Linked DNA regions of Mus musculus: region 1 is linked to region 2. A link is a contact called in public Micro-C data. All regions are on one chromosome and are shown on one strand. The core of a region is the stretch at or near the end of the contact, and the rest is flanking DNA. Distances in the headings are between cores, read along the strand shown. Region 1 holds the start of Nkx3-2 (NK3 homeobox 2). Region 2 holds the start of 9530036O11Rik (RIKEN cDNA 9530036O11Rik).

Evidence for each region. Hi-C and Micro-C count contacts between places; a contact is called where the count stands out from the background.
Region 1: a contact with region 2 is called in a Micro-C map of embryonic stem cells, with 12 times the contacts expected there. The contact joins the promoter of Nkx3-2 here to the promoter of 9530036O11Rik in region 2. A contact is called at or near these places in 1 of 39 promoter capture datasets (cranial neural crest) and 1 of 484 Hi-C or Micro-C datasets (embryonic stem cells).

The regions. Positions count from the first base shown.
Region 1 is chr5:41,761,575-41,766,954 of GRCm38.p6, forward strand. Nkx3-2 (NK3 homeobox 2) reads right to left here and starts at 2,646. Exons shown (of 2, transcript NM_007524.3): 1 at 1,905-2,646; 2 at 1-603. The coding sequence starts at 2,370. The coding sequence ends at 68. It overlaps Gm46910 (a long non-coding RNA gene), which reads left to right and starts at 1,061. Exons shown (of 2, transcript XR_001784850.2): 1 at 1,061-1,429; 2 at 3,250-3,511.
Region 2 is chr5:28,464,143-28,469,581 of GRCm38.p6, forward strand. 9530036O11Rik (RIKEN cDNA 9530036O11Rik) reads left to right here and starts at 2,842. Exons shown (of 7, transcript NR_015562.2): 1 at 2,842-3,206. Shh (sonic hedgehog) reads right to left here and starts at 2,959. Exons shown (of 3, transcript NM_009170.3): 1 at 2,319-2,959. The coding sequence starts at 2,621.

The DNA of each region.
Region 1 (5,380 bases), core at 1,396-3,895, about 13 Mb after region 2:
AGTACACCTGTCCGTGGCGGTGCATACGGGGGACGCAGGAATCCTTCTTTGCCTCGTCCCAAGGGCTTCACTGGGTACCAGCAGCGGCCGCGCACGTGGACAGCGCCCAGCCCGGGAGACAGTAGTAAGGGTAGTAGTAGGAGGGCTGCAGTGGCAGAAGGGAAGGTGGCCTCAGCACCTCTCCGGGCAAATACTGTCTTTGGTCGTCACGCACCAGCACCTTTACGGCCACTTTCTTGGCGGCGGGTGCAGAGGCGAGCAGGTCGGCGGCCATCTGCCGGCGTTTGGTCTTGTAGCGACGGTTCTGAAACCAGATCTTCACTTGCGTCTCTGTGAGCTTCAGCGAAGCTGCCAGGTCTGCGCGCTCCGGCCCGGACAGGTAGCGCTGATGGTTAAAGCGGCGCTCCAGCTCGAAGACCTGGGCGTGCGAGAAGGCGGCCCGGGAGCGCTTCTTTCGCGGTTTAGGGGCTGCGGGCTCTTCCTCCTCCTCCACGCCGCCCGCCTGCCCGCCGCTAGCCCCGCTGCCCGCGGCGCCGCGCAACCCAGGCACGCGTGCACCTCCAGGGCTAACGCTGTCATCCTCGCCTCTCGGGCTGTGGTCGCCTGCGGATTCCGGTAGGAACAAAAAGCAAAGAACCTGTCAGACTCGCAGAGGGGAAGATGGGTCTCGGTTGCTGTGGTTTCTTGCGGAAGATTGGCAAGGGAACCCACTTTGAGCCTACTGAAAGGGGAGGAGAAGTTCCAGAGGGTTCTGTTTCAGAACTCTGTCCTCCACGCTTCTCACATAATGTATCTTTTCTGCTGCTTGCTAGAGCAGTAGGGGAACAGCTCTTCCCGAGTTTTCCAGGCCCCAGATTTCCTGCAGGAATGTAGGATACTTGGCCTGAACATATCCACAAGTTTTGTTCTGTACTTAGCCCTGAATCGTGGCTTTCTACACTGAATTTCTGTTTCGAGTTGTACAGCACACCTTTGCACACCCACACCCACACATCCGTTGACTACAGGAAAGAGGAAGGTGGTGGTGGGGAAGGGTGCAGATCTTGAGGTCAGAGGTATAGAGAGTCTTCCGTCCTAAGAACCCAGAACTGTCAGGATACGGCAACAGGGAACAACGCGAGGCCCCAGTACACTTGCCTCCCTGTTCTTTGCATGAAAATAAAGGGAAGCCGGGTGCAGACAGTGAAGACCCTGATCTGAACCCCGTTTCCCAGCCTTTTCTGTGCTTCCTGCAGCACCGCCTGCAAAAGAAGTCAGCGCTCTGGCCGGCTCGAAGCCTATGCGAGGCCTACAGCAGACTGTACCCAATAGAAGCCAGCAGCCGGCCTTTCAGACTAAGAAATATACCCGTGAGTGGATACAGAGTCTTGACGATCCAGCGCCTCCCAGACCACCTCAACCACACTTCCCCACCATCTCCCGCCTTCAGGTAACTGCTACTTTTGTTTCTAGCTCCCTAGGTACTCAGCCAAAGGCTGTTTTGCCAGTCCTGGGGTAAGGGAAGTTAAACGCGCCCTTTCCCAAGGCTCCCCACTCCTACGCTGTGACAGGATCTGCAGTCGTTGGCATGGCTGTGTCAGGGATCTACCTCATAGATTTTTGGTCCCCCTTTCCTAAATCTAGAGATTTTAAATGGGCACAGCTGAGGCACTGCAGATGAACTCAAAGTTCTTGGTGCAGAGCGCAGGCCACATAGTACCAGGACACCCGGCTCTAAGAAGCTCACTTGCTTCAGGTTTGGGGCAGCGCGCGCCAACGCGAAGAACTTGGAGACTTCGCTAGCACTAAGCCCGGCAGGGCGTCGTGTTCCCACAGTAGGCCCACCCCGCCTCAGAGTGCTTGACCTCTTAACCCACCCCCTTCAGCCCAGCCCCCTTCCTGGAGAACCCCCCGCAGCAGCAGACCTGAAACGCTGGCTGACATCTCGCTGTCGCTGCGGACCGGGGCTTCCTCCTCCAGGTCCTTGGCGGCGTGCAGCTCGCAGCCTGGCTGGTCCAGGCCCAGGGTCACCCTGGCGCGGCCGGTTCCACTGGCTCCCGGGACATCGGCGCAGCGCCTCCTGCCCTCGTTCTCTTCGCTCAGGGCTGAGTCTGAGTCCCAACCTCCCGGACTCTCTGCGCTCTGCCCCACGGCTGTTCTGGTTCGGGCGGGAGATGCCAGAAGAGAGTCCTCGGCGCCCCCCAGCGCACCGGCCTCGGTCTCCCCGAAGATCCGCCAGCAGCAGACGGCGGGCGCCGCGGTCACCGCCACCTCTGTGCCCCCTGGTGCCGGGCGCCCCTCCGGCGTAGCCAACCCGCCGCGCTCCTCTTTCTTGTTGAGGATCGCCTGGATGGAGAAGGGCGTCAAGGTGCCGCTGCCGCGCACAGCCATCTGCGCCGCAGATCGGAGCCGGCAGCCAGGAGGGCAACTGGGGCGCGGGGACAGCTTCGAGCCTGACACGGAGCTCTGGGCGACCTCAGCGCGAGTGAGAGGGGCGCGCCAGGCCCCCGCAACCCACTCCTGCGCAGCACAGCAGCCCCCGCCCCCCTCAGTTCCAGGATCCGCGCCGACCCTCACCCCACCTCACAGGCCCACCTCGCCAGGACCCCCTCCCCTGGAATCCAGCGCCAGATGCTCTTCTCCTACAGCCCGGCCGATTATCTCTTCGCCCGTGGCCCTCTGGGGACCGGCCCGGGTCTGTCCTCTGGGGAGAGGCCGGCGAGAATTGTCAAGGGTCCTCTCCGCGTCTGCAGTCGCCTCCGGAGCGCCGCCGAGGCGCACCGCCCAAAGTCACTTTTTCTGTGCGCCTCTGTCTTCCCGGCCTGTAGGGCTTCGCTCCTGGCGGGTCCTCCCTCTTCCCCTCTGGGCTGGCTTTTCCGGAGCCTACTCCTCTGGCGCCCGCAGTGACAGCTGAGGCCCCTAAAATCGGAGAAGAGCGGGGACACCTTTTACCCTCTGCCGGGGTTTTATCTGTTTCTTCTCTTTGCTTCTGCGTTCCACTGTACCCCCCCCCCCCTCCCATCAGAGTGTCATTCCTCACCGCTGAGTGACAGCATCGGGCCACGCCCCTTCACTAGCTGTCCTGGGCTCTCCCGGCAGTGGATTGGCTGGTTCCAACTGGAGGCCGTTGACTTTAAGAGACTCTAGTCCACCAGTTGAGTAGCAAAAGACAGGGTCTGATTTAACCCCTTCCCTCCTAAACCTGGTTCTCAGTAGCATCCTTCAGCATCGAGGAGAACCATCATCCCGAAACTTTGTTTCTGATTTCAGTTCCGATAACCATCGACTCTAGCGCTTTTCTGGAACACCAGTATGAACCCCAGCTCAAAATTTCGGCGAAAACTCAACAGAAAGCATCTCCAGATGTGACGTATAGTTTCTGTTCTCTAGGAAGGAGCCCAGAGTCGAAGAACAAAATTCATCTTTTTTTTTCCTTCCACTCTTAAAGTTTCTCAGCTGTTTCTCTGCTAATGCTCTTTACTGAAGTAATCTGATAATTAAAATCACTCTACTAAGTACTCCTATCATTTTACGTTTGATTGGATTGGATTTCTGTAGACGACTTAAAAAGCTAGGTTGAAAAATATTAGTTAAGCACCAAGTGGGGCGAGGAATTGGAAAGCATTTGGGTAGAGAATTTTTGGAGCTGGGTATTCGTCTCCTTGGGCAATCAACTCTGAATTTAATTGGATTTGTTCAATTTGTTTTACATCAAGAAGAAAACATAAAAATGCTTTTAATTTGTTCTTTAAATATTCTGTTTCTTGTGAGTTGAGAAGGAGTAGATAAGTTTGAAAGAGACTAGCTGGGAGTTACACAATAGTGAGATCCAGAACTGAGATTTAATGCCCTTAAAAATAAGAACCAAGTTATTTTACTCACTAGAAGGAAGTAAATACAAAATATAAACATTGTGGTTATGTCAAAACATATGTTGCCTATTTACTAAACATCTTTTTAATGACAAGTTTGTTCAAGTGACAAATCTTACTGACTGCTCCACAAATGTGACCCGAGGCTTGGTCCAATACACAAGCTTGAACCTCTGAACACATTTAAATAGTTGTGATGTTAATTTCAGAAGCTGAGGAGGCCACTTCATTGGTGTCATTAAAATAGGGAAGGCCTCCTGCAGCTGCTTCCCAGAGCTGATCCGCACTGCGGGGGAGAAATCGTTACCCAGTCAAAGTCGTCCGCCTCGCCTCGGGAGGAAGGTTAGAAACTTGTAGACTTCGTGGCTTGCAGTTGCCTGTTTTCCTGCCCTATGAAGATGCTGCAGGGTCCCTTGGGGTAAGGGATGGGCCTCTCTTGAAGGGGCTACAACTCTTCATAGTTCTTCACAATTGTGTAAGTTTTGAGGGAAAGATTTAAATTCGTTGTTAGTAGCTGGCAACTATAACAGCCAAGGGACTAACTTCTGGCTAGGACAAGGATCCAATGAAATGCTTAAGAGGTTTCAAAATGAGGCTCTCCACTCCCCCTTCAACATTTTCATGCTTTTATTAAAATCGATTTTCTCTTCTCTGCATCCCATGCTGGGTGTTGAGAATGTGTATAGCTATCTTGACTTAGGGGCTAGTGGAGGACGAGGGACAAAGCTTGATAGAAAAATGAGGTTACTCAGGTGCAGAGCATGTGTGTGATGGCCTGTGGACATGGGGCTCTCTCGGTGGGGACAAGAACCAGTGAGCTCTGGACATGCTGATGGACAAGAATATCCAAGAGTGTAATACCTGAGCGCTAGGGTTAGGTTTGGGTATCCATATGCTTATTTGAAGTAATGATTACTACTTATTTGGCAGAAATAACCGGTTTTGTTTTGTTTTGTTGTCTTTTTTATCTCAAATCACAAGTTGACAAGAGGTAAGTGGCAGACATTTTTGAAGCTCGGAAAACCACTTGTTCGGTCATTTTAAAAGTTGTTGGCATTGCTGGTTTTTGCATGAGAATAACGAAATGGTTTCAATCCGCCTCTCCAGGAGGCGCGGGGCGACGGAGTTTGCCAGAGGTTAGCAGATCGTTAGGTCTAGTGAGTGACCGGTGCAGGCAGGGCCAGAAGGAGATGTGTTTGGAAGAAGATAAACACTCGGTTCTGAGCTACGGAGAGAGGAAGCCCCTGAAAGAGTAAGAAGTGAGAAGAGATGAAAAGGCGTTGGGGGCTATGGCCGGATGCACTGAAGTACCTAGAGTACATCCTGAGTCAAGGTCAGCTCAAGAGGTCAGAGGAGGTCTGGAACTGCTCGGCTAGCATAGGCATACCCCCCCAACCCCCTTCGAGGACAACGTGGGTGATAGCCTCTAGGCTAAGCATCCAACTTCGGAAAACCCGTGACTGCTGACAACTGTGGCTCTTGGCCTGGCGCAGGCGCTGCTCTCCGGCCTGGACTGAGCAGGAGTCGAA
Region 2 (5,439 bases), core at 1,592-4,091:
CTCTGCCAAGCCGGAATAAGAAGCCGCCGAGGGTTGTACTAAGAGGAAATTTTTGGACGGCCACCTTTACAGCCACCCTTATTTTGGTGGATTTTTGCAGGGTGGGTGAGAAGATCCTTGGCTTGGCCTTCCCCACCCCCACTTTTGCTGTCTCTACCCCCTCTTTTTGGGTTGGGAATCAGAAAGGCTACTGCCCAGGGGAAAAAAGTATGTGTTTTCGTTTCGTTCGTCTGAAGGAACTTGACAGAAGGTCAGAAGTTCAAATGCTGCTCGCGCGCGCGCGCGCGCGCGCGCACGCGGCGGCGGTGGAGGCGAGAGTGATCCGGTGTAGGGCCGCTGAGCCCCGGGTACCGGGCTGGAAGGATCAGCGTGAGGGAAAGGACGTAACTGGTGGTCTCCGTTTAGGGCGCTGAGGCCGAAGGGCCGCGAAGGCGGCGGGGTTGCAGTCCAGGTCAGGCCCGCGGGGCTCCCTGCCTTGCGACTCCTCGCGGCTCAACCCCTGCCTGCGCGCCCTAGGGAGAGAGCGCGCTCGGAGCCCTGCGCTCTGGCGGGGCGCGCTCCGCGCGTGCAGAGCCAGGGACAAGCCGCCGGAGCTCGCCCCCACCCCCAACCCCCGAGCGCGCTGCAACCCTAGTCCCGGGATCGATAACGCAGGAGTAAGTGGAGCTGAAAGGCGTCTACCGTGGCTCAGCGCTCTTGCAGCTCTGCGACACGCAGAGGCCCGGCGCTCTGGGCACCGGAGCCAGACCGCCGAAGACCCCCCTGCAGACCCATCCGGGCTGAGGTACCCTACGTGTCCACGCCTGGCCTCTTTGCATCAGTAATCTTTTACCTCCTCACACCTTTCCAAGGACCTCCTCATCCTGAGACGCCCCCCCCCCCCCGGGGCACCCAACCAGGGGATGGGTGCCCGGAGCCAGAGAGAGAACTCGCTCCTTCAAGCCACACCAGTCGGGCGCCCCGCGGTCCGCGCAGAGTTAACTGTAGCTCGCGCAGCTCTCCGGCTCCCCCGCGCGCGCGCGCCCACACTCGCGGTCCAGATTTAAGGTGGTCGGGAGCAGATGAGGGAGATGGAGGGAGAAGATGGAGGGAGAACAGCCCTGTATTCAGTCTCCACGATTCCTCTTTGCTCCAGTTCTGGCCCGCCACCCTAAGGCTAGTCTCCTAGGCTTCCCATACAGCAGGTACCCGGTGGCGAGATGCGCGTCGCGTCGCGCGGGCTGTTCCACTCTTGTTTTCTCCAGCCCCCGCCCCCTGCACTTGCGCCCCGCCAGCGCCGCTCCGCCAGCCGCTCGGCGCACCTAGCCCTAAAGGTAGGACTTGAATATTTTAATAGGGCAGTAAAAAGGATGCTGACCTATATTTGCAAGGAAACCCATTTCCAGCTCCAGTCATACGTGCATGGAGTTTCAGAAAGTCTCGATTTGGCTGGGAGATTGGCAGCCTGGAAATCTCAAAGGAGGTGGGATGGGAAGAGAGGCTCGTGCTTTGCTTTGCCGTCTGTCCATCCACCCTCGTCGCCGAATATTTATTCGCTTTTAATTCTTATGCAAGCAGGTTAAAAATTAAAGCGATTGCAAAGCCAGCAAGTTCCAAGTCCCTCCCCTAAGGTACCGCGGGCTCTGGAGAAATGAGGAGCATCCTTAAAGAAATATCAATACATTCTCTGACCGGCACAATTGAGGACGATGGGATCGCAGTCAGGCTACGCGATACAGTGGGGACAAGACGGGCGCCTCTGGAGCTCCTGCCTTTTGTCAGAACTGCCCCCAGGCTTTCTCAGTTACAGTTCTTTGGTGGTGGTGGGGTAAAGGGTGGGGTGGTCTTGGGAGAAAAACACAGAAAAGGAAAAGGTAGGAGCTAGGGGACGAAATGCTCCAGGCTATGTTTGCAGTGACCTGGAGGCCCTTTGAAGTGTATAGGGGCATCCCCTCTCCCTCCATTTTCTGCCTCCACTTGGAAAGGGCAGACTCCCTCAGAGTAAAGGTCTTTCTAAGTTTCAAGCTAGAATACAGGTAGTTAGAGGAGGTCGTCCCGGGAGACTAATTAAATGAGACTAATAAAATGAGACTAATAAGATAGAGAACCCCATCTTCTGGTGCCCCATTCCAGCAAACCCTAAACTTCCTGCTGGACCCTTCACCTCCTTTTTCCTCCCGGAAGAGGAGTGCTAGGTGGGCAGGTGGGTGGGGAAGGAGAGAGCAAGCCGCCTTCCTACCTGCCCAAAGAGCAAACAGAGCAGGGCTGACTGCTTGGTCACACGCACCCCCCCCCCCTCCCGGGAAGGAGTCTGTTTCCCACCCGCAATGGGTCTCTACCTGAGTCATCAGCCGGTCTGCTCCCGTGTTTTCCTCATCCTTAAATATGATGTCGGGGTTGTAATTGGGGGTGAGTTCCTTAAATCGTTCGGAGTTTCTTGTGATCTTCCCTTCATATCTGCCGCTGGCCCCTAGGGTCTTCTCGGCTACGTTGGGAATAAACTGCTTGTAGGCTAAAGGGGTCAGCTTTTTGGGGTGCCGCCTCTTTCCAAACCCCCTGCCGGGCCCACAGGCCAGCCCGGGGCACACCAGCAGCGAGGAAGCAAGGATCACCAGAAAACATCTGGCCAGCAGCAGCAGCATCTCGTCCGCGGAACCTGAGGACTTGTGAGCTGTCCCCGCGCTGTCTGTGCGCGAGCGGGTACGCGCGGGTGTGTGCGTGTGCGCTCCTCCTTGCGCTCGGCTCTCCCTTCCTCGCTCGGCTCGTTCGTTCCCTCTGGCGCTGCCTGGCTCTTTCTCTTCCTATATAACCTTGCCTGCCGCTGCTGCAGGGGACTTGTCTCCGATCCCCACCCAGACTGGGGCTGCGATGGCAGGCTGCCGGTCGCTGGTAACGGAACACATCGGAGTTGGGTCTCGAGACAGCAATTAAAAGACAAAAAGAGCCTGATTTTAAATGGTAGCAAGGCTGGAGAGCTTGTGAGACAGGCTGCCTTTCGCACTATATTATAGCTGGCAGGGGCGCATCTGATTGGCCAAGCCGCACAAGCTTGTCTTCTGATGTTAACCCTGAGAAAGACTACATTTCTCCCCCCTCTGGCTGCTGTGGCTTTATTTTCACCTGAAGGCTTCCAGTTTAAAAAAGAAAGAAAGAGAGAAAGAAAGAAAGAAAGAAAGAAAGAAAGAAAGAAAGAAAGAAAGAAAGAAAGAAAGAAAGTCTTTACTAAGGTAAAGGTGGGTGGGAGGGAGGAGGCCTGTTTATTGGAAAAATACCCCGCACTGCCTGCTTTGTGCTCAGGGCTGCTTCCCCCTTACTTTCTCTAAATGGAAGATGCTTTGGTTAAAGCCAGCATAAGTTTTTAAAGGACAGTCCAGATGCTCCCCCCCCCCCCACAAGCTTTGACCATAAAACAGCCTCTCAATTGTTTGAGGGCAACGCTGCCTCCCTCCTGTTTGCCTTATTTACACCCCATCCCCAGATGTGAGTGTACAGGACAGACGTCACGGGGTTGTGAAAACAGCTCACCTGAGCATCTCCTGAATATTTAGCATCTTTAGATAGAGGATAATCACAGGTGGCCACAACCTAAAGAGTTGCTGTTTTAAGTGCCCTAAAATACTGTCCTTTATTGTATCTCACTGACTGCACCACATTCAAGCCTCTGCAGGTGGATGGATGCATCCCAGCTGAGGGGCAGGTAAAGAGTGTCTGCAGAATGTGGTGGGGTACATAGGTTCAGTGGGTCTATGTGCTGCACCCCAGCATGGAGGGCAGCTGGTGTGTGCTTGGTGGGTAGAGGTGATCTGCCTGGGGCAACTGAAAGTGGGCAAGGCTGCATGCGTGAAGAACCCCTTCCAATCTATCCTAGCAAAGTGCAGGGCTGGGGTAAGTTGATGTGGAATTCAGGCTCCTTAACACAGTTGTATTTCACAGGAGCTTTGCAAGCTAATTTTCAAGGAAAGAAGCTGGCTAGGTGTAGGGCCTGCAGACTGAAGGTGTTAGGGATCTAGAGGACAGTGTTCTGGCCATAAGGGGCATCTTAGAAGAGGATATGCTGTCTAGAGGTCACTACTCTTGGGGTGTCCAACACTCTTTCAGGAAAAAGAAAAATTTCCAGAAAAGTCTTAGTTGAACCAGAAAAATAGAATGTGAAACGCTTTGTTTTTATAGATCATAGAAATCTGCTCTGGCTTTTCTCCCATCCTACTCACAGGCAAGATTCCTCTAGGATGGGCGAACTATTTATGTGGAATGGAATACCTGCTTAGGGACCGAGTCCTCCAGTGTTATCCCATGAGACCAGCCTCTGGCTCTTGATCCTGTCCCAGTGCAGGGAGAGCCCAGCAAACCTGAAGCTCAGCTGGCAGTGGGGTTTTCAGAGGACTTAGAAACTTGGTTGCTTTTGAGTTAGTGTGAGGCGAGGAAAGTGCTTGCTACTGTCTACTGTGAGTCTCAATGGCAGTATGGCAGAGCCTCACCATCCCAGGCTTGGAAGGGTTGACTAAAGCCCGCACACCTGCCCTCTCTGGAGTTTTCTATCCTTTGATTTATGAGGACCAAGTACAGATTCTTAGTGGGAGTTGGTCCCAGCTTCACGAAGACCAAATAAGAGCCAGACTCTCCAGCCTGTATCCTCTGTGTACATCCCCCATCAACTAGAAAAAATGGATACAAAGGGGACCCACTGTTCTTGATCCAGAAGAGTGGGCCTGCCTGGCATGTGGCTTTCATATTACTAGCCGGTGGTGGGCTAGACAAGACTTGAGCATCCTGGAGCCTCATTTTGCTTCAGTATTTCCTTGTTCTCTGTGTATGCTGACCAGCACTCTCTTCTTGATGTCTTTGAATATAGACTGGTGAATGGATCATGCAACTGTAGACAGCTCTAGTCAGCTTTGGATTGGCAGTGGGGAGTGGGTGGGATTTCCTGGGGAAGGAGGCAGAAAATAAAGGCCACATTTCTCCCTGTGGTCAGGCTCATGATCCTGTTCTCAAGACAACAAATATGAACTGTGATTGCTTTTATCCAAGCATTTCTGTAACCTGGAGACCTGGAATACCTGCAGATGTGATTTGGAAACAAACCCCTAAGCTGCCAGTGTTCTATGTGGGCACAGCTGGCCTTGGAGTGCCCAGACATGGTCACCTCCCTTTTGGCTGTGAAGAAGGAGGTGACTTGGTTCTGCTCTGGCCCATTGCTCACCCCCACTCCATCTCTAGGGACAATGGATGCTAATTCCAAGAGAGCCTGATAAGGGCCGGCCTTCCTGGAGTCTGGAAGGATCTTTAGAAGGAAAGTAAAGATTTACTATAAACCCTGTTGTTTTTTTCCTCGTACCCAGGGACAGCTTGCTTCCTGTTCCAGGTTGCAGAAATGCTGGGATAAAAGCAATCACAGTTCATATTTGTTGTCTTGAGAACGGGATCATGAGGCTGGCCACAGGAAGAAATGTGGCCTTT